Regions from separate parts of the Mus musculus genome. Here region 1 is linked to region 2. Evidence: chromatin contacts called from public Hi-C data. All regions are on one chromosome and are shown on one strand. The core of a region is the stretch at or near the end of the contact, and the rest is flanking DNA. Distances in the headings are between cores, read along the strand shown. Region 1 has its middle 74 kb from the start of Gm25094. Region 2 overlaps 9530026P05Rik (RIKEN cDNA 9530026P05 gene).

Region 1 (7,056 bases), core at 3,213-5,712, 410 kb after region 2:
CCAAGAGTTTCACTGTTAAAGACAAGGAAATCGATATCAGAGTGTAATTAGTCTCAGAAGTATCTGTCATATCTGCTTCTCACTACCTAGTCAAGGCTTGGCACATAATAAGCCTCACAAATATCTGATAAATGAAAATGAATGAAGGCATGGCCTTTCTTGTCTTAAGTTTTGAAAGCCTTCTCAGTCCCTACTAAACAAAGACAGGCTTTCTTAGCCTGGATGGCACAGCTGCTCATGACTTAGATCTCTGCTTTGTTCCATTCTCCTTCTCTTGCATCTTCCTCTTCTGGCTCCAGATATGCAAATGTCCTTCAGGTTCTTGAATGTTCCTGGACCTCCCTGCAGTCCTCTCCATGTCAGTATGAGGGCCATCTCCTTTGATGGAGATGGTCTTCCCTGTACTGTTCCTGGAGGCATTTGTTCCTCATAATTACTCTGGACTATTCTGTGGGAAAGAAATAAAATATTGATATGATTTATGGCACTATACTTCAGGGACTATCTCTCTTACTACAACTACCATATTCAAATCAAGTAGGTAGTAATTGTGCATACTAACAACAGAAGTGAAAAGGAGCCTCGATAAACTACCTGTAAGTCACTAAGAAAGGACATGGTAAGTCAACGATCAACAATTAAATGACCCTCTGTTTATCCCTCTAGAATGCTGAGTCTCTAACTGCTTCCTATGAAGGATGTCAAATGTCTCTAAGCATGCTGGTGAAGCTGTTCCCATATTCTTCCTCTGTCATTGCCTTCCTGCCTAGATTAATTTCACTCACTGGCTGTTCATGAAGGAATAGTGACTGAGGGAAGGTTTCTAAGTGTGCTTGCTTAAATTCATTTATGTCAGATGAGCAAACAATAGCTGTCCATGAAGGTGGTCAAAAGGATAAAGTGCTGAACCAAGACTGGTGTAGAGCATGAAAATCTTTAGAGAGACGTTTTGTCAGAATTTTGCATGAAAGAAAAGAGAGTTTGTTGATATCTGTAACATTACACAGACTTCACTATGTGTAGCTGTCTGGATTTGTTGAGGTGCCTGGTTCTGTCTTTCTTGGATGATGGGATTCTCTTCAGGGTTCATGATCAATCTCAGAAACCAAGGTCATCAACATACTTATTGCATATGTCCACTTATTTATTGCATATGTAAAGCAGGACTGTCCAAACATACTGAACGAAATCCATTCCATACTGTCTATAACAACCACGTCATGAGTCTCTTCAAGTAGCTCATTTTAAAAGTCTTTTAAATGTTTGAGTTTTAGGTGAAGATCATAACTAACTGGTAGACGCTTTTAATTTCTTACTTTTACATATCTACTTGTCTTATAATGAGAATTGTGCCATTAAATTCACACCATGCTCCAAATACTCACTGAGAACTCACAGAGAACCCCAGAGCTATAACTCGTTATACTTTCCTCTAGATAGCTCATTAAGTTGTTGTCAGAAATAAGAAAGTCCACTGTGTGAACCCCCTACATCAACCACACAATTAGGGAGGATCGTTCATCCTCCTTGAAGTAAACTGTCTTCAGATAATCCCCTCCCAGGATGGTACCCACCCTTGTCCCGTGTGCCATTGCTTTCATCAGAAGGAGGCCATTTCTGGCTCTTAGTAAAGCTGTGTAACACTCTTTAACAAAACAATTGCAACAAAAACCAAATAAACAAAAACAGCATTAGTCTCCTTCTGTGCACTGGAATGTTCTGATTGTAGTGTCTTGAGACCCCAGAAGAGAAGTGTAGGCTTTGAATGCTGAGTGGTCATGTGAAGAGACAAGGGAGGATGGGAATCAGTCAGCCATTGGATGTTCTATCTATCCCAACTGAGTTCCAGGCTATGAAGCAAGCCATCTTGGCTACTCCTCTAACTCCAATCTAGCCTTCCCACCTGTCCCCTTTAGATTCTCTTCCCCACCAGTCCACACAGAGCAGAGCTCTTGCACACATCCAGATCCACACATGCCAAGCTTTGGCTGATTTTCAGAACTGTGAGCAACTAAATGATTGTGATAACTTTAAGCTACTACATTGTGAGCTGGTTGAGTTCTTAGCCATAGATAGAAGTAAACTGTGAGGAAACGGAAGCACAGAAATTTCGTAAGGAAGCCAGGATTTGAAGGTAGGCAGCCCAGCATCAGACGCCACACCTTTAATCACTATTCCGAATTTCCTGTCTGGATATAAACAAGGAGCAATGCAGAATGAAAAGCCTACCAAAAGCCACGTTCTAAGAGGTGGGTACAAATAAAGAAAGGGAGAAGAGAATAAACAAAACGAAGGCCAAGGCTGAGAAGCTGAGGTCATGAAATCAAGAAAGCATATAGGAAACGACATAATTGTCAACCTTTACTTTTGCCCTGTAATTGCTACCTGGGACAGTAGGACATACCTCTACTTATACCTATGAAAATAGGTCTGTATGCTGCTCCTCAGGCAAGGCAGAAGCTTAGTCTGAACTCTGAGTCACATGTTTTAAATCACAACTGACTCGTTTCAGCTCCACTGTGGTTTTGAACACACTGTTTGGCTACTCTGGGCCTCAGTCCATCTACTAGAATCCAGGAAGAACACACATCTTGTTGCTGAGTGGCCCATGGGCACAGTTTTCATCTACCTCATATTCTAATAGATGAATAACTCGGATAATACACTCTTTTCTTTTGAGATAGGGCCTCATGCAGCCCTGACTAACTCTTTATGCACCTGAATCTGACCTTGAACGTCTGATCTTGCAATCTCTGTGTTATGCAGTGCTGGGGACTGACCCCAGGCTTTATACCAATAAAGACATGGGAGGAGTAAACTGAGGTTAAAAAACCCTTCTACCCTGATATAGCTGTCTCTTGTGAGACTACACCAGGGCCTAGCAAAAACAGAAGTGGATGCTCACAGTCAGCTATTGGATGGATCACAGGGCCCCCAATGGAGAAGCTAGAAAAAGTACCCAAGGAGCTAAGGGGATCTGCAACCCTATAGGTGGAACAACATTATGAACTAACCAGTACGCTGCAGCTCTTGACTCTAGCTGCATATGTATCAAAAGATGGCCTAGTCGGCCATCAATGGAAAGAGAGGCCCATTGGACTTGCAAACTTTATATGCCCCAGTACAGGGGAACGCCAGGGCCAAAAAGTGGGAGTGGGTGGGTAGGGGAGTGGTGGGGAGGGTATGGGGGACTTTTGGGATAGCATTGGAAATGTAAATGAGGAGAATACCTAATAATATATATATATATATATATATATATATATATATATATATATATATATATATAAACCTTCTAACTCAGTGAGGTAACTTTAATTTCTTAGCTAAATTCAATGTATCTATGTACAAGCCTCATCCTACAATACAGTGCTAGCTCTTTAGAAATCTCTTTCTATCTGTGTCATTCTTTGGAGCTAATCTGCCTTTCTCTTGCACACCTCCAGACCCAAGAGGGCTCCTTAGCTCTCTTTCCTGTTTTACCTGTGTCCTGCCAGCCACTTTCTCTATCAAAGGCCCAACTCCTTATAAAAGAAATCTCTAGTTCTTCCCCTACACCCTTGGCAGGCTAATCCATATCACAGCATTGGTGGGGAGCTTGAAGCCAAGTCAGTAGGGGCTGAACCATTTCACCTTTACAGTGGGGCAGCTCAAGGCCATCCAGCTGACTTTGCCTTGGGTCACAGAGCAAAGACCACAAGACCTATCCCAAGCAATTTGCCTTAAAATAGGCAGGAACCTTCCATTCTTTTGCATTCTTATCTGCAGAGGCTTTAAGAAGCATATCCAAACTGCGTCTCTTCAGGACACACCTAATTGTATCAGACAAATGCATTATCTATTTAAGCTGTTATATTTTGCTAGCAGTTAGGTCTTCCATGTATAATAAACAGATATCCTGTAACATGCATGCCACTCAAAAATTCTACCAACTGAGCTACCTCCCCAGGCCCCAAAGTTTCTTGGTTAAATCTCAGTGAATAGAAGTTAGTATCTTGGGAAAAATCCCTCCCAGCATCCTGTGTTTGGTCTGGTTCCATGTCTTTCCCAGTCTCTCTCTAAATCATCCTGCCATTCCGGCCACCACATGTCTGTCCTTCCTCCCACAGGGCTGCAGCCTCCTCAGATTCACACTGCTCAGCTGTCATACTAGTTTGGCCAACAAGTTCAGGAAACTGTCTTCGGCCCCTAACCGACTGCTGTATCTGAACCCTCCCCTGGCCATTTTCCAACCCAGGAAACGCATTTTATGCCCCTTGCCATGAGAAACAGTAAATAAATCACCTCTTGATCAAGGCAAAAGCACTCTCAAAAGGCCTTTTCCTTTTCTTTCTTCTCTGTCATCAATCTTTGTAGCCATCCAGATTATTTTTTTTCTAATGACATCTAAGCTCTCCACTCCCATGGGTGTTGATACAATCTGCATGCTGTGCCTTGTTACACATCCCAGTCTTCCCTCTCTTCCCATTAATTCAAACTCCTGAGCCCATAGACTGGGATACCAGCAAGCCAACAGCTTGATGGCTGCCAGACGCTCCTCCAGGCACTCATTACTTCAACTGAGTCTGGGGTAAGGAGCCCACCCCCACCTGCAGATGCATACCCTTCTCCTTGCCTTTTACTTTCCAGACTATGTACCTGCTCCTTGCAGTAGCCGTGATGGATTAGCTTTTACCTTAATTTATTCCAGCACACACACAGAAAGCTCAAAGATCCAAATGCCCTTGATTAATGGACCACTCCGTTCTACCAGAGCCTTCATTTTTCACTCCTCATCAGTCTTACGAAGACTGCTCCATGATGTGCATATATCAGCAGCTTCCTGGACCACCAGAGGGTGCTGCCCTTTCCCAGGATTCCCAGGGACTCAACTTGGAGCTTTGCTATTTCAGCCAGGGTGTCTTCAAAATAATGCTTCACTTGAAGTTCTGACACATTGTGAATTTTTACTTCCCTTTGAAGGTGTCATGAGAAACTTGACTTTTAGAACATCTGCTGAGAAAATCTAGTCCAAGAGTAGTGCCTCTACTCCTTGCAAAGAGAAATGTTTTTTAGAGTATAAATAATCAGTGGCTTCCATCAAGAACTACTAGTAGCATTTCTGGAAAGTCTCCATATATACAGGAAGGGCATTTTCTTCAGAAAGAGGGGGGGTGTGAAGTCCATTGACATTTCCTCACGCTCTGAAAACCCAGGAAACATCACATGAAAGTACAATTCAAGACTCTCCTCAAAATCCATTTTCCTTAAATACACGAGAAAGACATGCCCCACACACAGAGAGAGAGAGAGAGAGAGAGAGAGAGAGAGAGAGAGAGAGAGAGAGGGAGAGAGAGAGGGAGAGAGAGAGGGAGAGGGAGAGGGAGAGGGAGAGGGAGAGGGAGAGGGAGAGGGAGAGGGAGAGGGAGAGGGAGAGGGAGAGGGAGAGGGAGAGGGAGACACAGAGAAGTCAGAGACAGAGAAAGACAGAGAGAGACAGAGAATTCCACATCTGCTATGAGAGTATAATAGGGAGACTTAATCAATGAAAGTATCTGCAAAAATATGAAAATGATATTTTTATCTCAAAGTCATTTTTCCATCCATTATCACAACATTCATAAGAATTACAAATTAGGGCTAGTAGCCGTGGGCAGGACATTCCTTGTTTCCTGACTGCAGGAGTTGGTATAAAATAAGATCTCTTCTTTCTTTGGCTCTAAAAGAAGATTGCACAGAAGGTGAAGAGAGCAAAGAGGGACAGCCAAGTGGGCTGCTAACCTACTGGTACAGGGAACAAGCACCCATGTGACACCATGTCAGCCACTCAGGAGTGAAAATCTTCATCAGGAAGCAGAATTATGAGAACACCTGAGTCTGCTTCTCTCTTTTTATCCTCCCCTGCCATACTCCACCAGATACATTTTTCTGCCTTGGGGGCCATTATTCATATTAATACTTTATTTTAATATTTAATTTGATTTTATATATAGGAGTGTTTTGCCTGTATGTATGTCTTTGCAGTACATATGTGCCCATAGAAATGTATTAATACAGTGTGGTCTATTCAAAGCAGTGTATAGTAAGGGACAGGAAGTCTTCTTATCCATATTTCTAAGTATAAACTGACAAACTATGAATGAAGTTATTTGCATAAAGTGGATACAAAACACATTCCCTTATCTGAGTGAACAGATCAAAAGGAGGCCAATATAACCAATTAGAAACACTGTGAAGCTAACCAATATACAAATTGATTCCCCAAAGAAAAACAGCCATTTTCACCAATTTGTAGGCTGAATTTACAATTAAGCTAAATCTAAATGATAAAAGAGAAATCATGGCAGAAGAGAAAATAGGATCTTTCATAGAAGCACATTCATTCACTAGGTTGATTCAATTTTTTGCTTTAAATATTCAGACATCTGCATGTACTCCAAACATACACCACTTAATTTTCTATAATGCATCACTTCAAACTATCAAATATTTTACACTGAAGCAGTTGCTCGCTTGTTCATTCATTCATTCATACATTCATTCATTCAACACACATTTATTGTCAGAATGTCTGCTGAACCCTGATAGACACCTATGATGTTGCCTATGAAAGACATAGGCACAAGCTCTACCCTCAAGAAGCTTGCAGTCTAGTAGAGAAACAAGAAAGCCTTCATGAACATGGATAGAATTGTAGCGGATGAGAATGCTCCTCCATAGGCTCAAATTATGGCTGCTTGGTCCCCAGTTGGTGGTGCTGTTTAGGGAGGTTGAGGATGTTTGTGGCTCTACAGGAGGAAGAATGTCCCTGGGAACAGGCTTTGGGGTTGTAAAGCCTATACCATTCCTCCATCTCTCTTTCTCCCTCTCTGTCTCTGTCTCTCTCTGTCTCTCTCTCTCTCTCTCCTCTCTCTCTCCCTCTCCCTCTGTCTTTCTTTGTCTCTCTATCTCTCTGTCTCTATCCTTCTCTCTTCCTCTGTCTCTCTTTATGTCTCTCTCTGTCTGTCTCTCTCTCCTTTGTGTTTGTGGTTTGAAGAGATGAAGCCTCACTGTTCTCCCCCACTTGTGATGCCTCCA
Region 2 (6,836 bases), core at 4,335-6,834:
AAACAGTAGACACAACCAGCAGTTCTTAATACATTCAGGTCAAGGGGACATGATTTGATGCTCATCTCAATGGAATAATACCTCCCACTACATTTTATCTCAGCTGACTCATCTATACCATCATCCAGCCATGGTGTCTTTTAATTCTTTCCACTTTTCTTTCAAAAACAAACAAACAAACAAAAGAGAGAGAGATGCCTGATTTAGTGAGAATACATTTTTACATTCAAAATTGAATATAAGCAGATAAACTTCTCCTACTTGAAATGGGGTAAAATAAAATTCCCTACATAGAGAGAAATCTCCAAATAGTTATATTAATATGTGCATCTTTTCCTAAGCTGGCTTTTTATACAACAATGGAATTGGAGGTAAGGCCCACTTCATTGAGTAGTGTTCCTTACTCTGCAGCCAGGTACTACGATTACTACCAAAGGAGTGGAGAAGGATATAGAGACCAGAGATTCAGAGAGCCTGGTCTTTATTTTCATAACTGAAATCTGGAGTTGGGATGTTTCACACATTCACTGTGGCCATAGGACAATCTGGGGACCCATCTGGGACACAGTTAAGATATGTCACTGCTACTTTCAATGCTAGTGACTTGGGGACACAGACTTTCTCCCTTCAGTCTATCTTAGAAAATGGAGAGGTTGATACTATATTATTAACTGGGGCTTATTTGCAATTTAACAAACTGTCCCATATAAAGCTTTGGGCAGAGTTTGCTCCAATTGTGGGCCCTTTAAAATGTTTGAGATTGTAGATTCTGCTCAGAATACAAAGAAAAAAAGAACTCTATGTCATGTTTTTTAAAATGCTTTTTAGAAGATATTCTTGAACTATGTTTAGGATATAATTTATATAATCACCCATTTTTTTTTCATTGATTCAAAGTGTTTCACATCTAGCATTTGCATGGATCTATTAAGTGGTAGTTGAGGAGACAAGAAAATGCCCACTGACCTAGGGGAGCTTACTGCATGTCAGAAAAGACTTGAACAGATAATTGTATGCCAGTGAGAAAATAATGCAAAATATGAAGTTTTATTAACATAAGAGGGGGTGTTGGGAGCATGGCTCAGTCAGTGAAGTGCTTGCCACAAAATCATGAAGGCCCAAGTTCAGATTGCCAGCACATAGAAGTCTGGTTGTGGTGATGTACATCTGTAATCCCAGCACTGTGGAGGAGACAGGAGGATACCTGGAACACACTGGCCAGGCAAATTATCATCATCAGTAAGTTCAAGCTTCAGAGAGACTCTGTCTTAAAGTGGAGAGAACTGAAGAGACAATCAACATCCAGTTCTGGTCTTCACACGGCAGACCCATGTATACTCACTGGCACAAAGAAGTGTACATGTGTCATGAATACACACATATGCACTATCCATACACACACACACAAACATACAAAGAGAGAGAGAGAGAGAGAGAGAGAGAGAGAGAGAGAGAGAGAGAGAGAGAGAGAGAGAAAGAGAGAGAACAAAAGATCAATGTAAGGAGACAGTTATCATCAAGAGTATCATGTCTGTCTATGGTAGTTCCTTAACACATGAATTGTAAGATACACCTTTTAATTGCTATCACCTTGGAGGATAAAGAAAACGAATTCTTACGTTAAATGTACATTCTAATTCCTATTTTACTGCCAGAAGCACACTTGTTTAAAGAACACTGGAAGCTTCTTCCAACAGAGGGAAATGGTCAACGCAAGAAGCAAAGCTCTAGGTTTCTGGCAGGTGACAGCACTGCACCAGCTGCAGCCTGTGACTGAGTTCCAGAGGGAAGGTGAGGAGTGTCAGAGTTTAGCTTGGGGCTCTGTCTGGGGGCTTCCTTTAAATGCAAGTGTGTGGGCTCCCCTTTCTCCTTTCCCAAAGTGCCTGTCAGTGTGCAGAGTCGTCATGGCTGTTGTGGACACCCTACGGATTCTGCCAACACAATGGAAATGGTGTGACCCTCACACACCTTTGCATAGGCAGAGACCAATGAGGAGGGCAAGGCATGTATCTGTCTTTCTCCAAAAATGAGTCATGCCATTCCAGTTCAGTCCGTAGCTCTTGTGGCCCCCAGAGTAAGGCCCATCACAGCCTAGCATGCCTGGGTGAGTCAGTTACTCTACAACTCAGGAGCGATAACCTCCTCCAGCCAGCGGGCCATACCTGCTGCTATTTGAGTACCTATGTTTCATGCTTTTTTTTTGTTCTTTTTGTCCCAACCACTAGCCTTCTCATCAGTTTATTAGATGTGGTATACTCTATTTGCCGTTTGAGTTCTCTGTTATGCCTCAAAAGGTTTCTTCCTTCCACTCTTTACCTTACTTCCATTCTCCATGACAAATGTCACAGTATTCTGAGTCCTGGCCCAAGTGGTGGGAGTCACTTTTAACACATTGAGGTCTCCACTGTTGAGGGTTCTACCACTGAACATGTATGTAGTGATTTCTTGATTTGTTTCTTGTTTTGTTTTGAAAATTCTTGAATATGTCTATCTCTGGTCTCTTCAGCAAGTTCCTTCCTCTTCTCTTCTTTCCTTCCTTCCTCCCTTTAGCCTTATTCAGAAGTTCTTGTAAATAGCATACTGACTAAGACTTGAGACAAGATGCTGAAGGATGAAATGGATAATACTAGCACCTGATATTTATGGTGCTGTGAGCCAGCTTTGTCCAAAGTAAGCATTACCCATGGAAGTAAACTGTCTTACGTCTCCAATGCTGTTAACGGGAGCTTCATTCTGATCTGTGAAAATCTCCAGCTTGGACCACTCTGACCTCTTCAGTAAGGAAGTACCTGTTCTCACTGGCCAGCCTGGGTTTCCTGACCAGTCATTATGGTAAGGAAAAGAACTCTGGCCCACATGAAGTTCAGCTGCAGCCTATCTGTGAAACCAACATGGAACCAGTCTGACTCTTTGGCTACCACTTATGTGAGATGCGGTGGGGGTGGGGCCGTGGCAGATCAAGATCAAGAATAAAGGAACCATGCCCATCTCAATCACATTCTCAGGCAATTAAATCCAGCAGCCATGTTTGCTCCTTGAGTAAACACATTAGTGCCTTTTACTTCCTTCTTGGCTTCAGTGCATACAGGGCAGAAATGCCTACACTGTACTAATTCCTAGTGCCTGTCCCTGATGCCACAGAGTGAATAAAAGTAGCAGTCAGTTGTTTGGTTGAACTAGGCTTAGCATCCAAATCTAGGAGGACTTTCATAACAGGATGACTGACTGTTTAGCTTCATGTGCTCTTCAAGGGACCAAGCCTTTCCAGCATGGAGACCTGGACCTTAGTTTGCTTTCTCTGACAGCTTCCTCCAAAGTAGCCAATCTCATCCCACACTAATCCTGTAAGGAAGAGCAAAGTGAGGCCCTGGATGTTTTTCTCTAACGTGCATCACATTTACCCAGATGACGACTTAATGTGTACATATTGGGAGTGTCACCTCATAATTCTTTAATAGCAGGTCAGAAAGGGGGTCTAGGAATTTGCATTTCTGAGAAGTCCCTAAACACTGTTGCTGCTGGGACCAAATCTGAGAAGCTCTGAGCTGTCGTGGTCTTGTTGTGCTAACAAAATCAGTTTGTGATGGTTTACCTGTGAAATGTCCTCCACAGGTTCAATGTGTAAACACTTGATCCTCAGATGATTATTTTAATTGGGGGAGGTTGTTAACCTTTAGGAAGTGGAATCTAGTTAGAGGAAATGGGCCATTAGGAGGTCAGAAGGATGCACCTTAAGGCTAAAACCTGACCTTACTTCCTGCCTAAGCCTTTTCAGTTACTTTGTGACATATGTCTACTGCCATGAGTAGGAGCTCATCTAACCAACATGCCTTCCTTGCCACAATGGGCTATTCTCTCTGTAAGTTTGTAAACACCTGGTATCAATTCAACACAGGGGGAGTTTTCCCACTAGATTTAGTGTCTACAAACCTAAGAGATCCCTTCCTTATGTGTACTTGTATTACAGTATCAGTAAAGGCCTAGTACGAAGAAATTATCATATTTCATTTTGGTCAAGACAATGGTATCTTTGGCCTGGGTGGAGACCTAAGAATCCAGTTAGGGTGGATAATCAGTTAGCTAGGGGACCACCCCTCAACAAGGCAGATCCACCTTAAGTCATGCTTAAGAGATAGGAGGAACAATTACCTGTTTTATGAGATAATGTACTTTCTTGCCCCCCTGCCCAGTGCAGTCAGTACAGTAACCATGAGATTGTAACTTTCTAACCCTGAGTCTTAACCTTCCCACCTCTTCTCTTTTGTCTTTTGGATGCTGGCCAGAGTCTAAGTATGATTTTTCTGGCTCTTTCTCTATCCTCCCACCCCCAGCTTTATTACCAGTCATCTGCTTGTCCACCACATGGCTAACCACAGACCTAATTTAAATGGCATGGCTTTCTCTTGTCCTCTGTTCAATCTTATCTCCTTGGGCAGCTGCCTACATTTATAGCTTGTCTGCTTTGAGATTTTTCTTTAGAATTAGAATAAAATCCCCCCCAGCTGCCTTTCAAATCTGCCTTAAATTCTTTTATCAATGAGACTAAGAATTCTACGATGGGGACGCCAGTGCCCTTGGTAGCAAGGGCATTAGTATCTGATAAGGCCTCATCCTTTGTTGAGTAGTTAGCCAGTTAACCAATGTCAAAGGTCATTTGGAAGCCTGGCCAGGATCCCTGGAGAATTTAAGAACCATTCTGGCAACATTAGATAGAGTCTTCTGGCAAGATAGTTTCTAATGGGATTAGGAAGATAGCTTAATCGGTAAAGCGCTCGCTTTATGAGCATAAAGACTCCAGTTCAAGTTCAGGAAGCAGTGGAAAGTCTAGCAGAGCCACACTCATTTGTGATCGCAGTGGTGGAGAGGTAGAGACACAAGGATTCCCAGAGTTCACTGGGTTTCCAGCCTCCCTACATTGTGAGTTCCAGGCCAGCGAGAGAGAGCATCTCAAGACACAAGCTGGATAGCACCTGAGCAACAATATCTGAATCTGACTGTTAGCTTTGACATGTGCACACACCCATACACACACACAGGAACACCACACACATGGACGACACACACACACACACACACACACACACACACACACACACACACAATTGCAAATGGTCCTTCCATCCTTATGGTAGACTCCCAAAAGCCCTGAGAGATGGAAACTCATATTCTTTTATCCTAGAAGTGGCGTGTGAAGTTCTTCAGTGCTGAAAAGAACTGAGGTAGTAATAACCCAGTCTGTGCCAGTGTGGCCCTCCTCCAGCCTCCCAGAGACTAGTTGTACTACTAGAGGAAAAGCAAGTAGAAAGGAAATGAGAGCCACTCCTTCCACCGGGATTTGAAAAGCACTTCTTTTCGCCCTTTTGGACTCTAAACTTTTGGACACCAAGATTGCTCTTAATCTAAAGAAAACAGCAAAAGGATTGCAAGGCCTGAATACCTATTAATCAGAGAAGAAAAAAAAATTCCCAGCTCCATACATACATTATCAGGGAGGAGTTACACCATCCATTATTCTGATGGGTCCTAGAGGGAGGTTAAGGATGAGATCAGCCCCAAACACAGGCAGAGTTTGTTGGCAAGTGCCACAGTGGGGGTGTGTGTTGCGATCTTTTTTTAGCCTCACTAAGGATAAGAGCATATGTGATGAAGCAGCTATCTGTCTAAAAGTGTAACCCCAAACAGAACCTTACAAACGGGACAGAAGGAAGAAAACCAGGAGTGGAGAGAAGAGACAATGAAAGATGAGTGTTGTGTTTGCCCCTCTGTCTGGGAAATCTGCCATCTCACTCCATTTCATATGCTGACGGCCTTGGGAGTCATGCCCAATCTTCTGACCCATATTAGGCAGTAAAACACACACACACACACACACACACACACACACACACACACACACACACACCCATTTGTCTGCTTACCTTGATAAGAGGTAAATTTTGTGTTTATTTCCAGATAACTAGAGAAAGCATTGCTTGAAAATGAGCTGAAACTGTGGTTTGCCTGGAAGTGTTTATAAAAAGGAGAGATGGGCTGACAGGAGTCCACTGGTTTGTAATCTTGTTTCTCCTTCAGTGTTTAGATTTGTTTTTTCTGCAACCTGCCCAACAGTTTTGCGTGGCTTTGGATTTGAGTCCATGTCTTTTGTATTTATTGTTTTCGAATCACTGGCCTCCATAAGTCTTCCTGTTACAATAGATTTCCAGTAAATGGCAAAGGCCCTTGAATCTGTCTTCAGTCTTAGGTCAGATTGGCCAAAAGCCTCACATGGGTGGGCATCCACAGAAGGCCTTGACTGTCATGTTTATTTGCTTACTTTGGAGGTAGGAGACTGCCCTTTGTCCCAAAGAGTGGATACAGACATTTATGATGATGAGCAGTTGAAAGCCAGTGTGAGCTAAGTGGCTGGGCTTGGCTGGAACCAAACCCCAGTCAAGGTCAGAGTGGAATGCTGTTATTGCCGCATTAGCATTATCATCATCAATACGATTCTCCAAATTATTTTTTAATGGGGCCAATTTACCTCCAAGTCTGTAACCAAGGCGCAGATCACTTGTCTCCTCTTCAGCAGCCATTAGACATCAGTAAGGCGGAGTCTGGCCCTTTTAGCTCTAAATCTGATCTTGAGCTTTCCCAACAGTTACTTTATCCCCTCTCACCTCCCTTCCTCCATGCTGGAAATTGCCCATTAAACTCTGATTCAGAGTGCAAAGCTTCAATTGCTTCTAAGGCGCATGTTGCTCATAGCGCTCCTTTACATGAGCGAAGGATTTCAAAGCTGTTCGCAGTGTTGTTGCTTATACAAGTGGTTCTAGCACACCTAGATAAAACATCAAATT

What was found. A called contact is a pair of places that touch in the nucleus more often than the background predicts.
Region 1: a contact with region 2 is called in a Hi-C map of the N1E-115 cell line, with 1.9 times the contacts expected there. The contact joins two enhancer-like sites. A contact is called at or near these places in 2 of 484 Hi-C or Micro-C datasets (the N1E-115 cell line and nephron progenitors) and 1 of 115 datasets of contacts at active chromatin or transcription factors (extraembryonic endoderm stem cells).

The regions. Positions count from the first base shown.
Region 1 is chr6:93,406,444-93,413,499 of GRCm38.p6, forward strand. No RefSeq gene overlaps it. Among named protein-coding and RNA genes, the nearest start is that of Gm25094, 74 kb to the left of the region's middle. Within about 2 kb of position 4,463, at least 5 of the 459 cell types and tissues checked have an H3K27ac peak or open chromatin away from gene starts, as enhancers often do. A contact at or near this core is called in the N1E-115 cell line, where this site is marked.
Region 2 is chr6:92,999,222-93,006,057 of GRCm38.p6, forward strand. The region is part of intron 1 of 9530026P05Rik (RIKEN cDNA 9530026P05 gene); the gene reads left to right. Among named protein-coding and RNA genes, the nearest start is that of Adamts9, 59 kb to the left of the region's middle. Within about 2 kb of position 5,585, at least 20 of the 459 cell types and tissues checked have an H3K27ac peak or open chromatin away from gene starts, as enhancers often do. A contact at or near this core is called in the N1E-115 cell line, where this site is marked.